Linked DNA regions of Xenopus laevis: region 2 is linked to region 1. A link is a contact called in public Hi-C data. All regions are on one chromosome and are shown on one strand. The core of a region is the stretch at or near the end of the contact, and the rest is flanking DNA. Distances in the headings are between cores, read along the strand shown.

Region 1 (4,860 bases), core at 837-3,336:
CACTGCACTTCTTACATTTTCCCTCCCTTCCCCTTCCCTCACCTCCAGTGTGACAGGCTTTTGGGGTGATGTGACAAGAGTCAATACAAATGGTGGAACTGTGAGAATATCAGTGTAGCACTTATTTGCATGGGGGGAATAGGAAGACATTAGAATACAACTCTAGGGTACAGCAGCTCTATTTTAGGCTGTTAAAAACTGTAACCTCCACACCAAGGGGCAGATTTACTAGAGGGCGAAGTGGCTAACGCTAGCGTCAATTCGCTAGCGTTACTGCCCGCAGGGAAATAGCCAATTTACTAACAGGGCAGGCGTGACTTCGCTAGTGAAAGAGGTCATTCCCACTCTATCTCCAGGCGACAATTCGCTCTGGCGAATGGACGTTACTCCGCAAGTTACCTCTTTCGCCAGACTTGCCTTCGCCAGCTCAGACCAGGGGAAGTGCTCTGGAGTGCATAGATCTTCCTCAATCTTCTGTTACTAACATCATAATTTTTAGTGGAAAAAGCTTCTAAGTCCAAAAAAAGCTGGCGTCTTTTCCTTTTTGATAGTCTGCAAAAGTCCTTAAAATTTGTTTTGGGTAACCGGGTTCCCCCCTACATTTTCTAACATATGGAACATTAACTATACAGTGGGCTCATGTGTAGGGCATTATAACAACTTTATTTTCTTTATTAAGGTTCCCTGGAATTGTGTAATGTAATGTATTTGCTGCAACATATACGTCCATTTAACTTTAAATTTCCCGCTTTCAATTGCTTGCATTGCCAAAGTAACGCTAGTGAAACGTCGCAAGCGTTTGGCACCAACAACGAAACCCAGTGAATTAGCGTTGTCTGAGCGAATTTTGGACTTGCGAAGTGTAGCGATCTGTGCAAAGCAGTCGCTGCTGAATTTTTGCCCTCAAGTAAATCTGCCCCCATGTTCTCTGCTATGAGGTAGATTACTACATTGAAACTGAGGGACAGGGAAACTATTTGTCAGTTCCCTGTAAATAAGATACAAAACAACTTGTCAAGTGTACATAAAGGCTCTTACTGATGAGCGGTTGAAGCTGCGCTCCCCTGCATTACGTTTTTCTGCATTCAGCTGCAGGGGAGCGCAGGAATAGACGCATTTAGCTTTTTTCAATGGGGCTGTACTCACACAGGCGCGTGTAGGCGCCAAACGCAGGAAAAATGCAGCATGTTGCGTCTCAACCTGCGTTTGTGCTTACACGCACCTTTGTGAGTACAGCCCCATAGAAAAAAGCTAAATGCGTCTATTCCTGCTCTCCCCTGCGGCTGAACGCAAAAAAACGGAACGCAGGGGAGCGCAGCTTCAAGCGCTCGTCAGTAAGAGCCCTTAATCCGTTCAGCCATTAGCCATGCAGGCTGTGGATTCCATGTGTTCGGTTTTAGGGGGTGAGGTGGAAACCCTAATACAGCACCATATATTATTCATTATTGACACATTATAGGGGTCTATGGGTCTCCTTTAAAACCACTGGTATCTTGCTTTTTTAATTAAGGGTCACCACCAGAAATATTAATGCCACGAAACCGGCAGCCTCTTACAGCTGAATCTTTGTAAATACCACCTGGACCGACATATTGCTGTTTTCGGCCCAGAAATGGCTTGTAAACCATGTGGCCTGGTTAAGAGAGTCTTCGCACTGATCAGGGCCATATGCTGCCATTAAATTAGTTATGACACGTTCAGTGCAATTGCTTCAGAGAACTAGGCTGCCCCTACTACCTCACATTTCAGTCCTTGCTTCAGGCTCTGAGGAGAGCGCACAAACAACGGTAGAACCTAAATAAAGCTAATCTACGTCTTTAACGCGCAGCGCCAACCCATGTTACACCCTCCATTCCCACAGTGGCTGTAGGACTACAGTTCCCAGCATTCTTCAGAAGCCGGGTAAGTTTTGTGACGAGTTGTAGCTGTACCACATGATTTCTCATAAGCGAGGGCTGAGTCTGACCAGCTTTTGTAATTACGTCATGCGCCGCGTACACATGGAACGCAGCCCGCCCGCCTTCTCCGCGCTGCATTCTGGGTAACCAATTTAATCTTGACCGGCTCTTGTAGTTACGTCATGCGCCGCGTACACATGGAACGCAGTCAGTCTGCCCCGCCTTCTCCGCGCTGCATTCTGGGTAACCAATTTGAAGGCGAAGCGGGCTTTTGTTATTTGCTTCTTTGCCGCTTAGTCGTTCCTGGCATTTCCAGTCATGGAAACGGAGGAAAGGTCGTTGACTGGCTCCAATCATCCGGAAGATCAGTCCAGGAGCCAAGTGGACCCTGAGCAAGCAGAGAGATATGAACTGTAAGTAGTTAGTGGAAATGTGTGTCAGTGCCCAGGCCCCTATAGAAATGGAAATGCGCACAGACATGGGGGTGGTCATTATTGATACCCTTTGAAAATGGAAATTTGCTGCTGCTATTATGTGTGGCTTATATATATATATATATATATATATATATATATATATATATATATATATATATATATTGTGCCCAACTTGCAGTATCCCTTCATTTTATCATAAGAGCTCGATTATTATATACCCATCAAGGAGCAAAGCCTTATTGATTTTATGTGTAAAGGGGAGGTTCGCTCTTAAAGTAACTTTTCATATACAGCGCTGCAAAATATGTTGGCGCTATATAAATACACGTTAATAATAATATGCTGTAGATGGATCTATGCCAACAACCTGTCAATGGGTCCAGATAGCAGCTCAGAGTAAAAAGAAATTAAGATAAATTGCAGATTGTCTGCGAATAATACCCTTTACATCATACTTAAATTTATTGTAATGGCATGGCCATATTTTGGAGATTTCTGGATAACTGATTTGTAAATCGTAGTTCTCTCAAATCTGTGTGTAGCAATAATTATATTGGTGGTCATGGAGCATAATGTAATATTAAGTATAAGGCTGTAGGCCAGGTTCTTTTAAGGATCATGCCACACAGGGCATATTCTCTGCAGGCATCTGTCAGCTGGCTGAGAAGAACCCAATTGTGGCCTACAGCCTGTCATTTGCATGAATGAAATCAAATCAAGTAATTAAACAGCAGGGTTTAATTGGAAACTAATTAGAGGGATGCTGTCATCAAAATGCATGTTGTTTACATTGACATGACTTCACGTTAAACAAGTGGGTATTATTGTGGGTCTTTCACCTTGTATGTGTACTATCAATTATAGTGTCTGCATCACTTCCCACAGCATCACTCTCCCTGTCGGATATAATAATTGCTGCCACACTTCTTTTCTCCAGCTGTTGTTAGTCTAAAAGCAGTGATCCCCAAACTATGGCACGCGAGCAACATGTTGCTCTCAGTGGCCTCAATGCAGGTGCTTATTTTGAATTCCTGGCTCAGAGGCAATGCAAAACAGATGGACTGCCAAACAGAGCCTCCTGTAGGCTACCAGTCCAAATAGGGGCTATGAGATAGCCAGTTGCAGCCCTTATTTGGCACCCAGGTACTTTATTCATGCTTGTAATGCTCACAAAATCTTTTTACATTTGCGTGTGGCTCACGGATAACAAAGTTTAGGGACCCCTGGTCTTAACGTCACAACTTATTGCACAAGAAAAGCCTAGGCTAGAACACATGCTGCTTATTAGAGTCTTTGTTGTGCTTGTGTCCGATCAAAAACATGGAGTCTGCTAACAGGGAACCAGCAATTTCAGTACTTGATTATATTTGATTTAGCTTCAAAAATGTGTCTCTTTCCAAAATATTAATAGGGGTCATTTGCATAAACCTTGGGCAAATGTTCAAGAGCTCAATCCTTACTGCTTATTAAAGGAGCACTTCTGCCCCATGTCTAATCTGACGTGAGGTGCAGAGCACAGCATAAGCAGGTAAAGGCTAGCTATAGAGCAGGTCGTAACGATAGGACCTGCATCTGCGGCTACTCCCTAATTGCTCATCTGAATGATTCCAGCCCCACAGGGGGCTGTGAGATAGGTATGTGCCTCCCCTCTCCCACCCTTCAGCACTGCTGTATGCAGTCAGTGCTGTATTCATGGGGATGGCCGTAGGTCTCTGAAACAGACTGCACCGTTTGAAAAGAAAACCTTGTATTGGGCTAAATTAGCCACTGTGCCACTGATTTACATGGGAACTTGTTAACATGAAAAAATGCCATTTACAGTTTCTTGATTTCTGAATTGCTCAGTTAAAAATCATGTTTATTTCTCTTTTGAGGTCAGACCCTTCCTGTAAAATACATTTATAATTCCCAGTGTACCAATATTTGTATAGCTGTTGAGCACAAAAAAAGCCCAAAACGTTTCACTAGGACGTTTCCAATTTGTGGTGTAAACAAATAAAATCTGAACTGTTTTAACCATTTCATTCTGTTTTTCTACAGTTATGTGAAGAAAGCAAAACAGGAAGCCAAGAGTGGAAACCTCTCAAAATCAATTGAGTTTTTCCTCAAAGCACGTGAAATTCATCCCAGTGAAAAGATAAACAGTCGCATAGAGAAACTGCAAGAGGCGCTTCAACAACTGGAGCTGCAAGAAGAACAAGATGATGAATTTATTGATGTTTTAAACAGCGGCTTCATGATTTATAATGAATTGTACAATAAGCTTTTTGAACATCAAAAAGAAGGCGTGGCATTTCTCTATAGTTTGTACCGTGATGGCCGAAAAGGAGGGATACTGGCCGATGACATGGGCTTGGGCAAGACTATACAAGTTATTGCTTTTCTTTCTGGGATGTTTGATGCTGAGCTCACAAAATGTGCTCTGCTGGTTATGCCTACCACCCTAATCAGTAATTGGATGAAGGAGTTTATGAAATGGACCCCAGGGATGAGAGTAGCAGAATTTCATGGTGCCAGTAAGAAGG
Region 2 (4,547 bases), core at 697-3,196, 330 kb before region 1:
CCTGTGCCTCCGCTAAATGGGAGAGCAGGTGCACTATAAAATGGCGTGTCACTGTAAAAGTGTAATACCCCTTCCCTTGGAACACCAATGATCCACAATACACATTGGAAAGGCTGATGGATTTATTGGCAGAACACTATACATTTAAATTACAGTGATATAGGCAGCCTGCCAGCCAGGAGCAACTTCACTCAAATAAAACAGCTGGTAATATCTGAGCTGCTGATGAGAGTCCCCACTTATGTGGCAGTTGCTTCAAAGTCCTGAGCAGAAAGCCCTAAGATGAGCATGCTTTGCTCTTCAGACCCCTGAGAAGGAACCCCTTTCCTTCAGCACCCTAAAGAGAGTGTGCTGCACTTAGGGATCCCTAATGATTTTCCCAAACAGAAAACTCTGGGAGTTTGCAGCACCTTACTTGTACAGGTATAGGATCCCTTATCTGGAAACCCAATATCCAGAAAGCTCCGAATTACAGAATGGCTGTCTCCCATAGACTCCATTTTATTCAAATAATCCAAATTTTTTAAAATGATTTGCTTTTTCTCTGTAATAATAAAACAGTAGCTTGTACTTGATCCCAACTGAGATATAATTAATCCTTATTGGAAGCAAAACCAGCCTATTGGGTTTATTTAATGCTTAAATGAATTTCTAGTCGACTTAAGGCATGGAGACCCAAATTGCGGAAAGATCCGTTATCCGGAAAACCCCAGGTCCCAAGCATTCTGGATAACAGGGTCCCATACCAGTACTGTAGTCATGTGCGGGTCAGGGTTTTCCTGAGCCGCACTGGACCCTAACCCGTCCTGCTCCAGCCCGTGCCTGTCCTTTTATAGACCCGCCCGCCAATGACATCACAAAAGGGGCGGGGCGAGCAGACGCGAGGCTATAAAACTGGAACCCGGCATTTGAAGGTGGCGGGCGGGGAGAGCAAGAGAAGAGCTCCACCCGCGAGAAGCAGTGCAAGGTCGACCAGAACCCGTGGGTATCGGGACGACCCGCACATCACTACTGTACTGCTTCTCTCTCCCAGCACTTCCTGGGTGGGGCTGCTGCTCCTCCTCCTCCTTGCGCAGAAACAATACAGAGAAAAGAAAAGTGTACACAGCTCCCCTACCACTGCATGGGAGATAACACTGTTCAATAGTGAGAAAGTATCTCTTCACCAGCCACCTGCACCTTCCACTGAGCAGCTACATGTTACTGGGCCCACAGCTACCTCATTTTAGGGCCCCTAAATAAATCAGCTTCTGTACCAGCTGCCCCCAGCAGTCATGATCTGCTTTCTCTACATTGAGGTCAATAGTGCGTGACAGGGCTCAAAAGAGCCAGTGTGTATTCAGAGTGTGTATTCAGAGGCAGTCTAGTATACGGCTTTATAGGGAGGAAGGGAAGAGGATACAGCTGCACCTAAAGCCTCACTGTGTCATGCCAAGAAGAGATGCTTCCCGGCCGCCCCACCCCCATAACAAACAGCAGCGACGACGTAAACAAGTTACAGAGCTGTGTGCCGAGAACGACACGATCTGAAAGCAAATATGCTTTATTACACACATACGCTGCCCAAAGTTACACACACACACAGCACAACTTCTGATTATAGTTCCCTCCAATCCCATCGCACAAGGCCCTTTGAAATAAAGTCCATTGCGCCAGTAATCAAATTAGAGCAAAACCCCCCAATCAGTACCTGCTCCCCGCGATTCAGTGTTGCTGCTGTGTGATTATAGGGATGGTGCCTCGCTGTGTATTCCCCTCAGTCTGGAATATAGTCCCCGCCGCCTCTAACTGCTGTTCATTCCCCGGATCAGGTTACGGCAGGCGTCCCGGGGCTGTGTTCTATCTCCAGGGAAACCGAGGATTCTCATGCTCCGAAAGGCTGCGCTGCCAAAGAGGCCTGTGTACTGGAAAGTGTCAGACATTACACACAGACACGCTCACCAACTGGCCCCAGACTGGTTTTATACACACATTATGTATTATCTACATCAGAGGTGTTTTGATTTCACATATAAATAATAATAGGAGGAAAAGTCATTTTCATGAGGAAAAGCCATGTTCAACTTCAAGGTGTTCATGGGTCCAGAGTATAGTCATTAGATTCCCCATACTGTCCAATATCTTGAAGCAGCTGAACTGTTTTTTTTTTTTACAGGTCTTTAAAAAAAAAAGCCAAAACTTTTGAACTATATAAGAACAGGGCTGGGGATCCTCTTCTTTAATAAATACATTCTCTTGTGATCTAAATATGATTTTATTTAGTACTGTATTGCATTATTATATTGCTTTTATTTTCTTATTTACTTTATTTGCTTACTTTACTATTTTCAATTTGACTTATGTAACATACACAGTGTCGGACTGGGACAACAGGGGCCCACCCAAAAACCATAGACATGGGGCCCCCCAAAAACCTTAGACCAGGGTCCCACCCAAAAACCTTAGACCAGGGGCCCACCCAAAAACCTTAGACCAGGGGCCCACTCAAAAACCATAGACCAGGGGCCCACTCAAAAATCATAGACCAGGGGCCCACCCAAAAACCTTAGACAAGGGGCCCACCCAAAAACCGTAGACCAGGGGCCCACTCTCAGTACTATTATTCTTCCTCACTCAACCTCTATTCTCCTAGTGTCTTTTCTTTACATATTATAATCTATTATTTAATCTATTTCACCTTTTGAAATAGGCCAAATGTTTAGAAGAATGAGGGCCCACTGACACCTAGGGTTGCCACCTGGCCGATATTTTACCGGCCTGGCTGGTAAAAATGATGGTTGATCCCAATGTTATTAATAGGGAAAAAAGATAAATATATAGAAAGGCCTGTATTTTTTTCCAGAAAAGGTGGCAACCCTACTGACACCTAGGCCCACCGGAAGTTTTCCTGGTATCCCGGTGGGTCAGTCCGACATTGAACATACAACTGTTATAAATAAAGAGTTATAAGAAAAAAATACATTCTCTGTTCTGCATAGTTAGATGTGCTGCCAGGCCCAGAGCAGGAGATAGGCCACTGAGGGGTGCCTAACAAATTGGCAGTGCCAGAGATAGTTGGTTTTGTTCGCCTACATCACCTGCAGTTAGGGTTGCCACCTTTTCTGGAAAAAAATACTGGCCTTCCTATATATTTACCTTTTTTCCCCTATTAATAACATATGGTACAACCATAATTTTTAACGGCCAGGCCGGTAAAATACCGGTCAGGTGGCAACCGTACCTGCAGTGAGAATCCCAGGGGGTGACTATGGTTTCCATAATTACTGGAAAAAAACACTTTCTCCCTATTATGCAATGAAAGTCACCATTTAAAATAAAAATACATAAAAGAATTAGAAATATACTGTCCAGGTGGCAATGCTAAGGGTGACTGAAAAATATTTAATTTAAACAGTGTCCTTTGTATTAATATGCTGAATAAAGAAAAGAATATATGTCAATGAGGTAACCTTCTGTACAGCTGGAAGGGGCACCCCTACAAAAAAGCTAGCATAATGTAAGGTAGTAAAGTCTGGGCATCAGGCATGGTGTAACCCCAGTTCTAGTTGGTACCAGCAACTCAGATGACCCAGTGTTAAACAGAGCTTTGATACAAATGTTTTCTAAAAGGAATTACAACAAAGTGTGTCTAGCTCAGTGGGTGAAAAGCATAAAGCACTAGAAGATTATCACTATTCCACATTGTCGTTATTTTCCGTTCAGTGTTTCTTTCCCTGGAAGGGTTAACATGAGAACTGTCTAGAGACTTGTATCAATTTTGGGTCATTTGTGGGGCAGCAGAGGGTAGGCCACAATCACTCTGCTGCTCAGGAGAGACTGTTGAATTCCATGGAGAGGTTTTATCAGGCTTGTAAGAAATATGGGTGAGTGCTTTCTTATAGACTGTGCTTAATATCACACTTACCTGCACTGTATGAGTGTTTGTTGCATTTGTATGCTTATTTGACCCCACTTTTCAGCTCTGGTTGACCTACATCTTCCATAGTCTTTGCCATTCAGCAGCTAGAGAGCGAAATGATGAAACTTTATAGTTTTTTACAGGTTTAAGGCCCCTGCCTTCCTGTGTTGCCCCAGGGCCCTTCTTCTGGAATTACATCCCTAATCCACATCCACAACACTGTTTATTATGAATATAAATGCACTTTCTAAAAAGTTATAGTTATGTGTAAATTGGTGTACTACTTAGCTGTTATTTCTCCAGGCTTAACCAGAAAGACTAAGACCAGGGCCAGTTTTAAAGATTTACCGGCAAAGTAAGTGAGGAAAAAATATAGAATTACTGAAATTAGCTCTTAGTACAAATTGATCAGTCAGAAATTATTTTTTTCTGACTTTTTTTTATTAGATGGGAGTGTTCACTTTCCCCAGGTATATACATGAACATCCCCTGATCCAAACCAGTCCGTACGCCCCTCACAGCCACCTACTGAAGGGACACCCTTGACAACCCGGCCCTATCCTCAACAATCACTACCACTTTAACTCCAGCGATGAATCTCTGCTTCTGCAGGCAACTAATCTCCTGTAAAAGCATTCCCACCGGCAAT

The links. Hi-C and Micro-C count contacts between places; a contact is called where the count stands out from the background.
Region 2: a Hi-C map of the XL177 cell line shows a contact between it and region 1, with 9 times the contacts expected there. The contact joins the promoter of LOC108698255 here to the promoter of ercc6l.L in region 1. A contact is called at or near these places in 2 of 4 Hi-C or Micro-C datasets (the XL177 cell line and the XTC cell line).

The regions. Positions count from the first base shown.
Region 1 is chr8L:27,593,656-27,598,515 of Xenopus_laevis_v10.1, reverse strand. ercc6l.L (DNA excision repair protein ERCC-6-like) reads left to right here and starts at 2,086. Exons shown (of 2, transcript XM_018229606.2): 1 at 2,086-2,311; 2 at 4,376-4,860. The coding sequence starts at 2,217.
Region 2 is chr8L:27,924,205-27,928,751 of Xenopus_laevis_v10.1, reverse strand. LOC108698255 (serine/threonine-protein kinase Nek6) reads right to left here and starts at 1,946. Exons shown (of 4, transcript XM_018229605.2): 1 at 1,691-1,946.